2 separate regions of the Lactuca sativa genome follow, and region 2 is linked to region 1. The links are chromatin contacts, called in public Hi-C maps. All regions are on one chromosome and are shown on one strand. The core of a region is the stretch at or near the end of the contact, and the rest is flanking DNA. Distances in the headings are between cores, read along the strand shown.

The links. Hi-C and Micro-C count contacts between places; a contact is called where the count stands out from the background.
Region 2: a contact with region 1 is called in a Hi-C map of leaf, with 10 times the contacts expected there. The contact joins the promoter of LOC111881803 here to the promoter of LOC111881873 in region 1. A contact is called at or near these places in 2 of 4 Hi-C or Micro-C datasets (leaf and seed).

Annotation. Positions count from the first base shown.
Region 1 is chr5:228,772,933-228,779,904 of Lsat_Salinas_v11, forward strand. It overlaps LOC111881873 (pyrophosphate-energized vacuolar membrane proton pump), which reads right to left and starts at 1,726. Exons shown (of 6, transcript XM_023878257.2): 1 at 1,330-1,726; 2 at 1-65. The coding sequence starts at 1,573.
Region 2 is chr5:229,406,860-229,413,851 of Lsat_Salinas_v11, forward strand. LOC111881803 reads right to left here and starts at 4,346. Exons shown (of 3, transcript XM_023878196.3): 1 at 3,894-4,346; 2 at 3,045-3,400; 3 at 410-2,961. The coding sequence starts at 3,391. The coding sequence ends at 534.

The DNA.
Region 1 (6,972 bases), core at 476-2,975:
AACAGCAAAAATCACCATGAAAATACCAACATATTGGTATTCAGTCATTAGAAAGGAGGTTGCTCCTGCAATATCAAAAAAAAAAATTAAGTAGAAAGTTGAAACAATCAAAATAAACTAAAAATGTAGAAACTCAAACTTGAAGGACTACAAATGCAATAAATGAAACTTTAACACTAAATTTGGTGTAGTATATGATGTTGGGTTGGAGTAAATTTACACCAAAAATGATGTTAACAACAAAAATGGTAAAAATGGTGTTGGGTTGGAGATGCCTTAATTAGCATATAATTATCGAAATACAGTAAATTTTGTTATTGTTTTATTGATAAAAGAGAGGTTAAAGTTAATGTAAATGATAATTCGTAACAACAAGAAAATGTATCATAGCTGAGAAAAAAACAATGCAGTTATTAATATATTCGATTTTAACATTGTGTGAATTTTTAACTTTATATGAGCTGGTCATGTCAGTAAAAGACAATGGAATGGCAACTGTTTTGTTTTCTTTATAAAAATTACATACATTTTTGGGTATATCTTGTTTTATTCTATAAGTACAAATGAAGAATAAAACTGTGGTTCTGGCTCCTGATAAACCATTTTCTGTTTTAAAAATCAACTAGATCTAAAAACAACATCAGATGCAATCGCATTTGAATCACAAAGATGCCTTAAATTTAAAGATCCCACGAATCATTTTAATTCAGATAAGAATATGCCACCGACAACCAACAATATCCCACCGACTGTGGAGAAATCACATTTCTCAAGATTTATACGATGTTGAAAGTTGCAGAAGATCAATGAAATGAAATTAATATCAAATCGGTTGTAATGTTTTTTTAATATTGGAAATTTAAGTATGAAAACTTGCATCTAACTCTACATACACGTGTAAATAAAGAATCATATGTATCCCATCGATTCAACAACCACCGCTATAACAATAGTGAAATTTAATAATAGTATTTAAGTAATGGAAAAGGTAGATCTCAATATGGACCAAAAGTTCCCACCAAACAGCATCATTCTTCGAAGAAAATTCAACCATAGTTGCAATTATAAAATTAAGTAGACTAGGTAAACTTCGAAATTGTAAATCAGAAATTAAAATATGAAACTTGAGAAATAGAACCACTCGAGCTCAAACAGCAATTCACGAACGAGATAATAGAATAAGTAAAATAAAAGAAGGAAGAACGGATAGGAAGAGAATATTCCAAATACGCAATAAAAAATCATGACCACAAATTCTCAGATTTCAATTCTCAAAATATTTTTCAACTAAAAATCATGTAACATTTACCAATTCAAACTAAATTTTACCTTCGGAAATAGCGGTCTGAATTTCAGCGCATTTCTGAACAACGGTGTGGTCGTTGATTCCTTCTTCTTCCTCAATCAACGCTTCCGTGTAGCCGTTCTTGTCGTCGGCGGAGGGTTTCTCCAGCGAGAGTTTGACTTGGGAGACTAGATACCATTGGAAGAGAGAGAAGATAATTCCGACAACTGCGCAGATTGGGATAATGATTTCAGTGCCGAGATCTGAGAGAATTGTGGACGTCCCCATGACTTTTGTGTCGGAGGACGGCAGCGATTGGCCAAAATAACAAGATCAGAGAGAGAAATCGAAAGAATTGAAGGAGAAAGAGAGATTCGGCCTTTAAATCTCTCTCAGATTTTATGGGTGGCGAATGCCGCTTCGACCTCGAAATGATAAATAGTGAGGGGATTTGAAAGATGAGAGACCAGTGGGCGGGTGTAGAGTTGATGAGTTGATTTTACCAGAGCAATATTTGCTAAACACAGAATTCTGATTCATTGACAACTTGTATTTTACGCAATTAAAGACACATATTTTCTAGAGTTTAGTAATTTAAGCTCTACAAAACAGGCTGACGCTAGTTGTTGTAGTTGTGGTGCACCATAAAATAATTATTGTCTATTTTTAAATTATATTTACCTATTTCTTTAAATAAATAAAAATTTTATTTTATGTTTTATATATTCTGATTTTCCGGATTTGTAAAAAATATTTTTAGTGTAATCATTCAATACGGACATGGATATCTTAACAAAACAATATTTTGATAATATTACTATTTTATAATATTACTAAGTGTGAAACCCGTGTATTACATAGATTTTTTTAAAAATAAAAATTTAATATGAATATATAAACATTAAATATTTTATAAAATAATGTTTTTCAATAACAAAATGTAATATTTTGGAGCATTTATGAAAAAAAATCAAATTGTTTGGAGCATTTATGAGAATTTATTATCAAATTAATAGAATGATAACTTTACATATATATAATCCATTAAAATTTTTTGGAAATTTATTTTAAAAAAATTGAAATTCCCAAAAAATGACAAGTGGAAAATAACAATTTTAAAAATCCTAGAAAATGACATGTGTCAAAATGAATGAAAAGAAGACAAGTGGCAAAAGTATTTTCATTTATTAAAGAGGATTTAGTGTGGCAACCCACGACGTCGTTTTATACTGATTAACTTATAGAAATGGTCCTAATGATTTAGTGAAATAGTAAAAATTTGCATTTTGAATCTAATTTTCTAAACACACCCACTACTTATTCATTTTTTTATATATGTGGTAGGGGTGAAAACTTTCGATCCAATACGTAACCCGATACTGACTAAACCCGAAAATAAATGGGTTTGAGTTGAAATGTTTAACCCGCCATCCTGTTTATTTTATGTGTTGGGTTGGGTTATCTGTTTGGGTTAGCGGATCAACCCGTCAACCCATATATATATATATATATATATATATATATATATATATATATATATATATATATATATATATATATATATATATATATATATATATATATATATATATATGAGAAAAGTGAATATACCCTTAAAGGTATGTAAACTTAGATACCCAAACTCACTATATTACATCGTTTTGTATCATATATACACATTGTAATTGTCTAATGTTCTTCTAATTCAACTTCTAACTTAATTTAATTACAAGATTTTTATAAATTTTATATTTATCTTCATTTTACATAATTTTCATTTTTAACTATAGTATATATAGCCTAGTAGGTGTTCGACATAAAGATGTGATCTAAGAGAAAAATAATAGTGAAATTTCGAAAATCCTGAAAGTAAAACAAGTTAGTGGTTAAAGTTTAAGAACATTAAAATAAATATATCACACAAAACGACGTATTATTTTGAGTTTGGGTACCTAAACTTATATACCCTTAAGGGTATATTCACTTATATATATATATATATATATATATATATATATATATATATATATATATATATATATATATATATATATATATATATAGATCGTTTCCGGTGATTACTCTTTTTTCGGTGAGAACTCGTAAGAACACCTTAATAAATTGAAAAAAAATACAAATCAAAAAATCAAACATAGTACTACATTGGAGAATAAAAAATTAGGAAAAAAATTGAATCATGGATCATAAAAATGATCCATGCTTCAGTTTTAATGATCCAAATTTTTTTTCTAATTTTTATTCTCTCTGATGTAGTACTATGCTCAATAGAGAATCATTATTAACCGATTAACCAATCTAAAACGTGGAAATTTAAAGCGATCAACGGCAAAATGAAGGTTATAGACTTTTACAATTGACGCACATACACCAGATTATAACAAAATTCACTTCCTTTTTTAGTTTAATTTTTTTAGGACATGTTTTTATCGAAAAAAAAAACGAATATACCAGTGTTCATGATTTTTCGTCCTCTTTCCATAGATATCTATATTGATATACAAAAATGTTTTTTCAAAAAACCCCACTTTATTTTTTTGTTTTTTGAAAACACACATACTCAAGAGTCACGAACGAAGAACAAAAACCACCACTGGCTGGCGGCCGCTCCTCACGTCCTCACCCTGTCACCCACTTATCATTGATTCGTTGGTCGCCTACTATCCCATCTGTCATCGACTCATTACTGACTTTAATTAATTTATGTTGAAAAAAACATCATTTTTTGAAAATGTGTTGTTTATTTATTAAACGAGTTATGCGGGTTGGGTTCGACTCACTAACCTATGAACCCGCGAACCCATATACTTAAACGAGTTATATGGGTTGGGTTGTGGTGATGTTTCCAACCCGCCAACCCATATATTATATAGGATTGAGTTGAGTTTATATTTTTGACCATGTAACACCCATAAAAGATCATGTCTAATTTAAACTTTTTCAAAACATTAAAACAGTTAACATTTACAAAATTCATTTTCAAAATAATAACCATCAGAGTATCCCAGTATCAAATCATGAAATCATAATGATATGAAGAGTGGTACGATCATGCCTTCGCTTTCCGCGGTCACCAGAAGTATCTGAAACAATAGTCGATAGATGTAAGCTCGAAGGCTTAGTGAGTTACCTCCAAAATACCAACCTCATAACCATAATCATATCATATAAACAAACACAGAACAATATGCATAATGGGCCGTCATCCTTGATTGGGCCGTCAGCCTTGACTGGACTGCCTCGCATGCCTTCAGTCTATCTGGACCGTTCTCAGAGCCTCCAGCACGTTTGGTCCGCCTCGCAGGGCCTTCAGCCTATCCGAACCGCTCGTCGGGCCTTCGGTCTGACTATCATACCCTACTGGGTCTGTAGTCTATCCGGACCGCCCTGGCCTTCAGCACAAAGCAGGACCGCCTCAACCCAAACCCCCAATCAATCAAACATGTGCACATACATATCATACGCTAGCATATATAATAGTCAACCGATCTAACAGATCAAATAGCATAGCAACATCCTATAACCAGGATACCGACCTAACCGGTCAGTAATATAGCATTATCCTATATACCAGGATACCGACCTAACCAAGTCACTAAGCATGAGCATATCACCATCCTAACTACCAGAATGTAAATCAATAAACATATCATGCAATAATTCGGATACAATTCCATAAAGGGTCGGCCTTGGTGCCTTAGACCCTATCGATATGGTGAGGAGAACTCACCTCGCAACTGTCGATTCGAAAGATAAGCCCAACCTCTCGGATCACCGACACGAACTCCACCACCTATAATTACCATAAAATCCTTTTTCATAAATTTCCAATTACAAAAGTACCCCCCCCCCCCCCCCGAGGTCAACTGGTCAATCCCTGGTCAATGCTAAAGCCAACAGTCAAGGTCAACAGTCCATGTTGACCCGACTCGTCAAGTGCAGTTTACCGACTCGTCGAGTCCTTCCTGAACTCGAGATGTCATGAAATCCTTGGTTGACTCGTCGAATTTCCTCACAATTCGTCGAGTTCACGTGTATCAAAGGGTTGGGGAAAAACTCTAACTGACTCGCCGAGTCATGCGACTGACTCGCCGAGCCCAAGTCAATCTTCATCAGACTCGCCGATTTGTTCATCCAACTCGTCGAGTACATGACTATCTTCATATGACTCGCCGATTCAACCTTGCGACTCGCTGAGTCCTTTCAATCCTTCAACCATATAGATGCTTTTTAAGTCATACAAAGGCTCCATATTGTAGATCTAAGCTCATAAGGCATGATTATCACGTAAAGTTGCAAACTTTACGTGCATGCAAAGCTTTCAAGCTCTAAAATGACAAAACCAAGTTTACAATGAGGTCTAACACTTGAGGGGAGGTCCATACTTGTCAAAGTTGGCAACTTTATGGCCTTAGAGACCAATGAAAGTTCAGATCTGAAGTTTGCAACTTCAGATCTTAGCTCCAACACCCGAATAGCTTCCTAATAAACATCCAAAAGGGATCTAAGAAGAAATGAGCCATAAAACAATTGAATACCTTCAAAAGAGTACTCACAGAAGTAGTTATCTGATTCCCTACAAACTCCTTGCTTCAGCTTACTTGTTTTCCTCAAGTGTTTTCCCACCAAAATCCTTCTTTAAGCTTATCACACCAATAAAGCACACACACATAAAGTTAGGGTGTGAGATGACAAGGGACTGTAGAGGGGAGGCTAAGGAGGCCAAATGATCCTTTAAATAGGGTGAAAAACCCCAGAAATTAGGGTTTCATCCTCCAGCTCCTGCTCATCAAGTCTCTCCTCGGACTCGGTGAGTAGGTCACTTAAACACGTGGACCAACCCGCTGCTACTCGATGAGTCAAGGCAACCGACTCGTCGAGTAGACCTTGAATTCAAAGAGATCTTATAACAAAATCAATACCTGAGAATCGGAGGGTTAAAATTCTCCCCCACTTGAACTAGACTTCGTCCTCGAAGTCTGCCGCGGTGAACATCTCTGGATAGTGCTCCCGCATGTCTACCTCCGGCTCCCACATCCACACGGACCCTCTTCGGTGCTCCCACTGTACCTTTACCAAAGGTATCTCCTTGTTCCGCAGAATCTTTATATTCCTTTCCAATATGGCCACAGGCCTCTCCACATAATTCAGGTGCTCGTTGACCTGAATATCATCCAATGACACCACTGCCTCCTGATCCATAATGCAATTTCGCAACTGCGAGACATGGAAAGTGCTGTGAATCCAACTAAGCTCCTCTGATAGCTCTAGCCTATACGCCACCTTGCCAACCCTGGCGATGATCCTAAACGACCCAATGTAATGGGGATCCAATTTCCCTCCTCTTCCTGAAGCGGATCACACCCTTCCAGGGTGAGACCTTCAGGAGTACCATGTCACCCACCTGGAACTCTTAACTTAGACCGACGCCTGTCGGCGTAACTCTTCTGCCGACTCTGAACGGTCTGCAATCGCTGCCTAATCTGCTGAATCTTCTCAGTAGTCTGCAAGACTACTTCCGTCTGCCCCATCACCCTGTGTCCCACTTCACCCCAACAAATCGGGGTGCGGCATCTCCGTCCATACAACAGCTCGAAGGGCGGGGCGCCAATGTTGGAATGATAATTGTTGTTGTAGGCGAACTATGCAAGCGGTTGGTGGGAATCCCG
Region 2 (6,992 bases), core at 3,096-5,595, 640 kb after region 1:
AACCTTGGATAAGGTTGTCTCGCTTTCACAACTTTTTCAGATCAAGATGTTTGTACAAACCGTTAAATTGTGTATCTTTATTGGCTTTATTTCATTTCACATAAATGTGGTCTTTGCTTCGATAATCTCTCTTCGGTTCATTTCTTTGAGAAAACAAGTCCTAACACGTATCAAAAAAACACCCCACAACCAACTATGATATGGCACCTAGGGACGCATCTAGGCCCTATAGGCTATAGTTGCTTATCATATACGAACCATTCTAAATCAACATAACGCAAATACGATCTAAAAGTTTCTCGTATTCATCATGATTACAAAGAAAGTATTTATTCACCGTCTTTTTCCTAAAATTATTTCTTCCAAGACTCGACTTTTAAAAAAAAAAAAAAAAAAAAAAAAAAAAATCTAACAAGTCCAAAGGGTATACAAAATATAAATCTAAACCAAATATTCTTAAACAAAGACAGACATTGAACCTCAAATAACATCTCCATTATGGTACATAAATACAAAGAACCATAAATCCATAATCATACCTGGTTGATCAAAGCTTGTTGCACCTGATACAAGTTACAAGACTTCTTGTTATGCCCAGGCTGCTTACACTTTGTACACGTCACTGTTCTCTTTGTTTCCACTTCTGTTTCTTCCCACTCCATCTTCTCCTTCACCTCATCAGCTGGTTTTACAGGTATTGGAGGTAACACAACAACTTCATCTTCTTCTTTTGTAATCTTACACTTTTCACCCTCTTCTTTCTCACCTTCCACATTTCCACCCTCAACTTCCACAATTACTTCATTTTCAATTTCACCCCCTACTTTCACATCTTCTTCATCCCCACCCCCTATTTTCACATCTTCTTCAATTTCATTTTCACCCCCTACTTTCACATTTTCTTCATTTTCATTTTCACCCCCTACTTTCACATCTTCTTCATTTTCATTTTCACCCCCTACTTTCACACCATGTTCATTTTCACCCCCTCCTTTCTCCATCTCCATCTTTTCACCCTCAACTTCCACCTTTTCACTCTTTAGCCCATCTTCTACCCTTTCCCACTCTTCTTTCTCAATTTCGCCTATCTTTTCTTCCACAACCTCAATCTTTTCAACATCTACATTTCCACCCCCTACAGTTATCATCTCTATCTTTTCAACCTTCTCCTCCTTCTCAATTGGCACCGGGGCTATAGATTCCGCATACGTTATACGATACGCATCAACAGTAAAATAATTCGAGCAAAACTCATACGGATTTTTACCGATCAAAGCAAAAACCGCAAGTGCATGTCTACATGGCAAACCGGTTTCTTTCCACCCTAAACAAGTACAACTCCAGTTACTCAAATTCACAACATGAGTCGAATCTTCACGAACCTCAAAAAGGGTATCAGAAGAAATCAACACTTTCAAACCACAAGATCTCAAATTCTCTTCTTGAAGTTGTTTCTCTTTAGAAGGCGTAAGATGTGTCCCCCACATACTCGCATCCAAATTCGCATCATTCATCTCATCAATCATAAAACGTATCAAAGCATCAATCTTTTGCAACAAAGGTAACTCCCGATAATCCTCCATTAACTTTGAGATTGATACGTTTATACTTATATCATCTACAATGTGGTTATATCTTTCACCTTCAAAGGAAGAAGTTGTCCAATGTTGTGGCTCAATTTGCATCACCCAATCGTAAGCTTGTGATGAAATTTGCTTAATTTGCTCCGTTGACTTTTTGAAACCGACTAATCGGACCGCATGTGCTGCGGTTAAAAAGTGAACCGGTAAAAAAGATTTACCATCACCGTGAAACGGACCTTTTACAGTTCTTTTGAAGCTCTCTAACAAATGGTAGATAGAATACCCGATATACGCGTTTTCAAAAACTTCAAGTATGGTGATTTTCAAATTCTTGTCTCTATCAAACACGAATGTGATAGGTTGTGGGGTCAGGATTGTGGATTTTAAAATTTCCAAGAACCAACGCCAGGTGTCAGTGTCTTCAGTGTCTACTATAGCAAATGCAACAGGGAAAAAACCATCGTTTCCATCAATGGCATTTGCTGTAAATATAAATTCTCCGAATTTTGACCTTAATGAAGTGGATTCAAGGAAAAGAAGTGGGCGACAGCTGTTTTGGAATCCGGATAATGGAGCGAAAAAAGAGACAAAAAGGGATTTGAATCTTTTGTTTTCATTAATCACGAGTTTTGAGATGCTTCCAGGGTTTGTTTCTAGAATCTTCTCACAGAACCATGGTAACTTGTTGTAAGATTCTTCATGTCCATGAAGTTTTTCTTTTTCCACTTTGACAATATCAAGCAAAGTTTCAGGCGCCACGTCATCATCAAGTTCTTGATCACTGCTGTCAGGTGGAGGGACAGCTCGAGGGCGTCCTCTTTTTCTCCCTGATTTTGTCCCTGCTCCCTCTTTAGCAGCTAACCTCCCACTCTTTCTTTGTGATTTTCCAATTTTACCCTTGGACCCCGCAGAATCATCGGGGTTAGAAACTATGGTGGGGCGGCCATTGGCACCAAATTTCCAAGAAGGGGTACGCCTACGTTTCTTGACACTGTCAGCAGGGGTAGTATTGACATTTGGCTTCTTTCTTTTTGGATACCTACTAGGGACAAAATCGGAACTACAATCAGAATCTTGATTGATGTTGACTTGTTCAGAATCAGCACTTGTGGAGGTGTCTCCTGTGGACCCCTCATCCTTTGACACTTTTGTTTCGGTTTTTTCTTCATTTTCATTAGAAGATGCTTCAGTTTTAGCAGCTACAGTTCGGCGTGTTGTCCTCTTAGATGGGGATGCTAAAGGACTCTTTTGCCCCTTATCTTCTTTCTTCATCTTTTTATCTTTCTTGTTACCAACTTTGCCTCGTTTAACCACATCATCTTTCTTGGGACTCGTGTTGTCATTGTTTATAGTCTCATTGTTCTTGACATTGCTTTGGCTGTGAGGATCATCAGTATGATTAAAGAAATAGGAAGAAATGAAAGTAGAATGATGTAAATGTGTTTTTTTGATAGAACATACCTGTTAGTTTGTGTATCTAAGGCACTTCGATCAAAACCTGGTGTTCCTGTAACAAAGACTTCAGCTGTCAGTGCATCTCCATGAAAATCAATCATTCTTTTTACATCCTTATCGTTCTTCACTGTAATCAGGTTTCGTTTGTTTCCTGGAAGGAAATACTTGACAGTAACTGTTTCCTGGTTGAAATTACATGTTTCAGCCAAATTCAACTTTAATTCACTGAAGGGAGTCTCAGAATTGACATTTGCTGCATTTGCCTCTCCTCCATTATAAGTCATGGTTCCATCTTCATTTGTAACAAATTCACCACCAGATTGACAGATTAATATAAGCTTACCCTTTGCCATTTCATAAACCTACAGAAACAAACACAGCCAAGCAAAAAAAGGTTAACCTAGAGGGAATAAATGGGGAAGGAGACATCTTTGACCATCTATCTTTAGTGAGGGCTTCAAGTATGGAAAACTGCATACATAGCTCAGTTCCCAACCAACAAAACAAAGCTACAGTGTTGGCTTTTAAAGTCGGCTCTAGTATATGTCAATTACGAAATTTGGTGAAATTAACACCAACATTGTTCGATTCATAGTAGTTGGTATAAGCTTAATGTTTTATATAACTTTTCTCTTGAGAAGCAACTCATTCTACGTAGAAACACAAAGTATAATTTGTATTGCGGAAGACAAAAAATCAACCAACAAAACAAATGATACAGCTACAAGTTCAGCAAGAAACACCAATAAAGGCAAAAAATTCACCAAAATTACATACAGAATGTCAGCCAGAGTTATGAAACCTTCAGAATCAACGTAAAGTACGCAAAAAGTGATACAGAAGGAAGCAGCTTACCTAGTAACTCTGCTTTTGCAGTTGCAGTTGTTTGACTGAATCGAAACTTAGGGTTTTCGGGGTTAAGATAAAATTTGGGGAGCTTGTAGAGAGAGAGGAAAGCGATGATTGGCGTTCAGGTGGTGATTTTCAGATCAAATCGACGACGAAGGGAGAGGACATAGGAATCGAGGGGGCATTATGGAATTAGGGCAAAAGCGGGGAGAGGAATTGAAACGAAAAGGGGTTAACGCCGTTGAAGAGGGAGGTCACCTTGCGGAGTAATCCTTGGATTATAAGCTTTAAAAAGTTATGTGGCAAATTTGGAAATTTTCGTAAAACATTGGTTTCACCTTTTGGTGTTCATGTCAAATAGTATTGATTATCCGTTATTCAAAGAGGTTCTCATATTTATTTTCTAGAATTACAAAAGAATGTTTACAACTTGTTATATGATAACAAAAGATGTAACTGTGATAAAAAATAAAAAAATAAAAAAATAAATTTAATAAATATAAAAAATATCACCAAAGTTTGTTATGCAAAATGTCTCATTATTTTTATTTACTTTAATATGTTCAACCATTTTTTTATAAAAATTAGTCCGTTCGTTTCGATATAAAAATAGACATAAAACTGTGCTAATTGAATCGCTCATTCCCAGGTTCCCGATTTAAAGCGGTTTTTAAAACATTGTTAAAGGGTGCGTAGAAATTTTTCGGATTTATATCTGAAATGTGATAAAAAAAAAAATTGGATAAAATGATAAATTAAACAATAAAAGAAGTTTTCATATTGTTTTGTATGTTTGTTGCAAAAATATAATTTTATAATCCATATGATTTTTAGAGTTGATACAATTATAAATTGGTTTACATTTATAATAAACACTTTTAAATAAGTTATAAGCCCTTTGAAATAAATTCTAGGAAAAATACTTATAAAAAATTGTTTATCTAAGTTAATAAGTACATTTTTATTCAAACACTCAAAAATAGTATTAGTGTCAACTTTGGTAAGGAATCATGATCAAATCAAAAACTAATAGTCTTCAAAATCGTTGTAAAAACCAAATTTTAATATCGAAACACACCCAAAAAATTTCTTTTATAAATTAGTTTCACATATGGTGTTCTTCCATACGTAGGCCAATATATAAAAATGTATATAAGTATATTTCAACATAATAAATTCGAAAAATAAACATGACAATAGTCATGTGCTACTTAGTCTTCACCACAAAAGGATCTTCTAGACAAACTCTTCTATTTGGAACTAATCCTCTTTCTTACTTACCATTGAGGACATGTATCTTAAGACATTATTAACGATTATATTAATGGATAACATTTGGTTAACATCTTCCATTCATTTGCATCTCATCACAATATGATTTCATATATCATGATGTGAACACTTCATAATTGTTAGTCTTACATTCCAACATTAATATATTATGTTAAATGAACATAGATAAGAAATTAGCATCCAAATTTGTTTCGCTACACGATCACCGACTATCATCATCTATCATAGAACATCTATTACATATGTAAAAATACACATTCACACGTTCTTTGTGACAACTACAAGTACCTCACCTATATAGTTATAACTACTCGTTCATATTTCATTATTTCCATGTAAACTATCTTCATCATTAGATAGTCTCTTCCTATATCTTTCCCAAATCCCATATATTCTACTAGATAATCACTTTTGGAATCCATGTAAGCACTAACCCTCGGTCCCTCACAAGTAGGTGATTTAGAATATGACATCAATATTTAACCAGGTCATGATATAATGTGGTTCCAAAATCAGCAAATGTGATAAGTGTGTCTATATCAAAGATACATATAGTGAGTATGTTATTGTGTATCTATACATAGATGACAAGCTTATCATTAGAAGCAATGAAAAGACAATAAGGTCAACTAAGCACATGTTGAAACCAAGGTTTGAAATTATAGATATAAATCTAGTTGATGTGATTCTTAGTGTCAAGATCAAACATACCCAAAAATGGACTTATGTCAAAACCCATTATATGAACAAAAGCCTTGAGAAATGATACATGTGATTCCAATATAGCTAGAACTCCTACTGTCACATGTCAACTTCTATCAAAGAATGCATGTCAACATTTATTTTTTACATTTCCCAATTTCAAGATACTTATTATTGCCCACCGAAATTCAATATAGCCTCTTAGTTTACAGATACCTGAATTTTGTTCTTTTCTCTTATAAAACTTAAATCACCGCCACCAAAAATTTATAAAGGATGGTGGTTGGAAGACGATCTAGTAACCTCGATCTTGACTACAAGGGATAAAAATTGGGAAGCAAGAAATTGGGAAAATAAGCGTTGATTGCATGGGTGTTCGTGTCCTTGCGACAAAATGACATAGAAGCAGGTTAACACCCTATAAGGCTTGAGGGCGTGGGGCAACATTTAGTTCGGCAAACCATGCCAAGCATGATATAAACCATCCTTTCATCGAAGCATTGGCAAGGAAAAGTAGGTTTGTGGCATTGGATTGCCGGAGAGAGAGAGAGAGAGAGAGAGAGAGAGAGAGAGAGAGAGAGAGAGAGAGAGAGAGAGAGAGAGAGGAGAGAGAGAGAGAGAGAGAGAGAGAGAAAGAAAGAAAGAAAGAAAGAATGTGCATGTGAGTGTAATATTTATTTATGTACTTTTTTTTCTTCAAATTTTGCAAATTTGGCTCACCTTTCAAAATAACATGGTATACATGTCTTGTGATAAAAATGACGTGGCAGTGAAGTAGATGCCAAAAAACTGATGTGACAACGTGGGACGTCATGTACCACTATCTCAAGCCTAAAGGTCATTTCACAATAAATGTCATTTTATAATAATTGGCTTCTATTTCAATCTTAGGAGTTGGGGATTGGAGATTTGAAGCACTTAAGTGTTAACACCACCAAATAATAATAAGTGTTAACTCATATTATAACATTCAAAATTAGTTGCAGTAATGGAAAAAAATAATCCATCTCAATGATTCGATTTTATTCAAAATACACTAAAGTATCTCGTTTTATTAAAATGCAATTAAAGCAAACGAGGGGCTTGGAAAATAGACAGATTAACTAAATT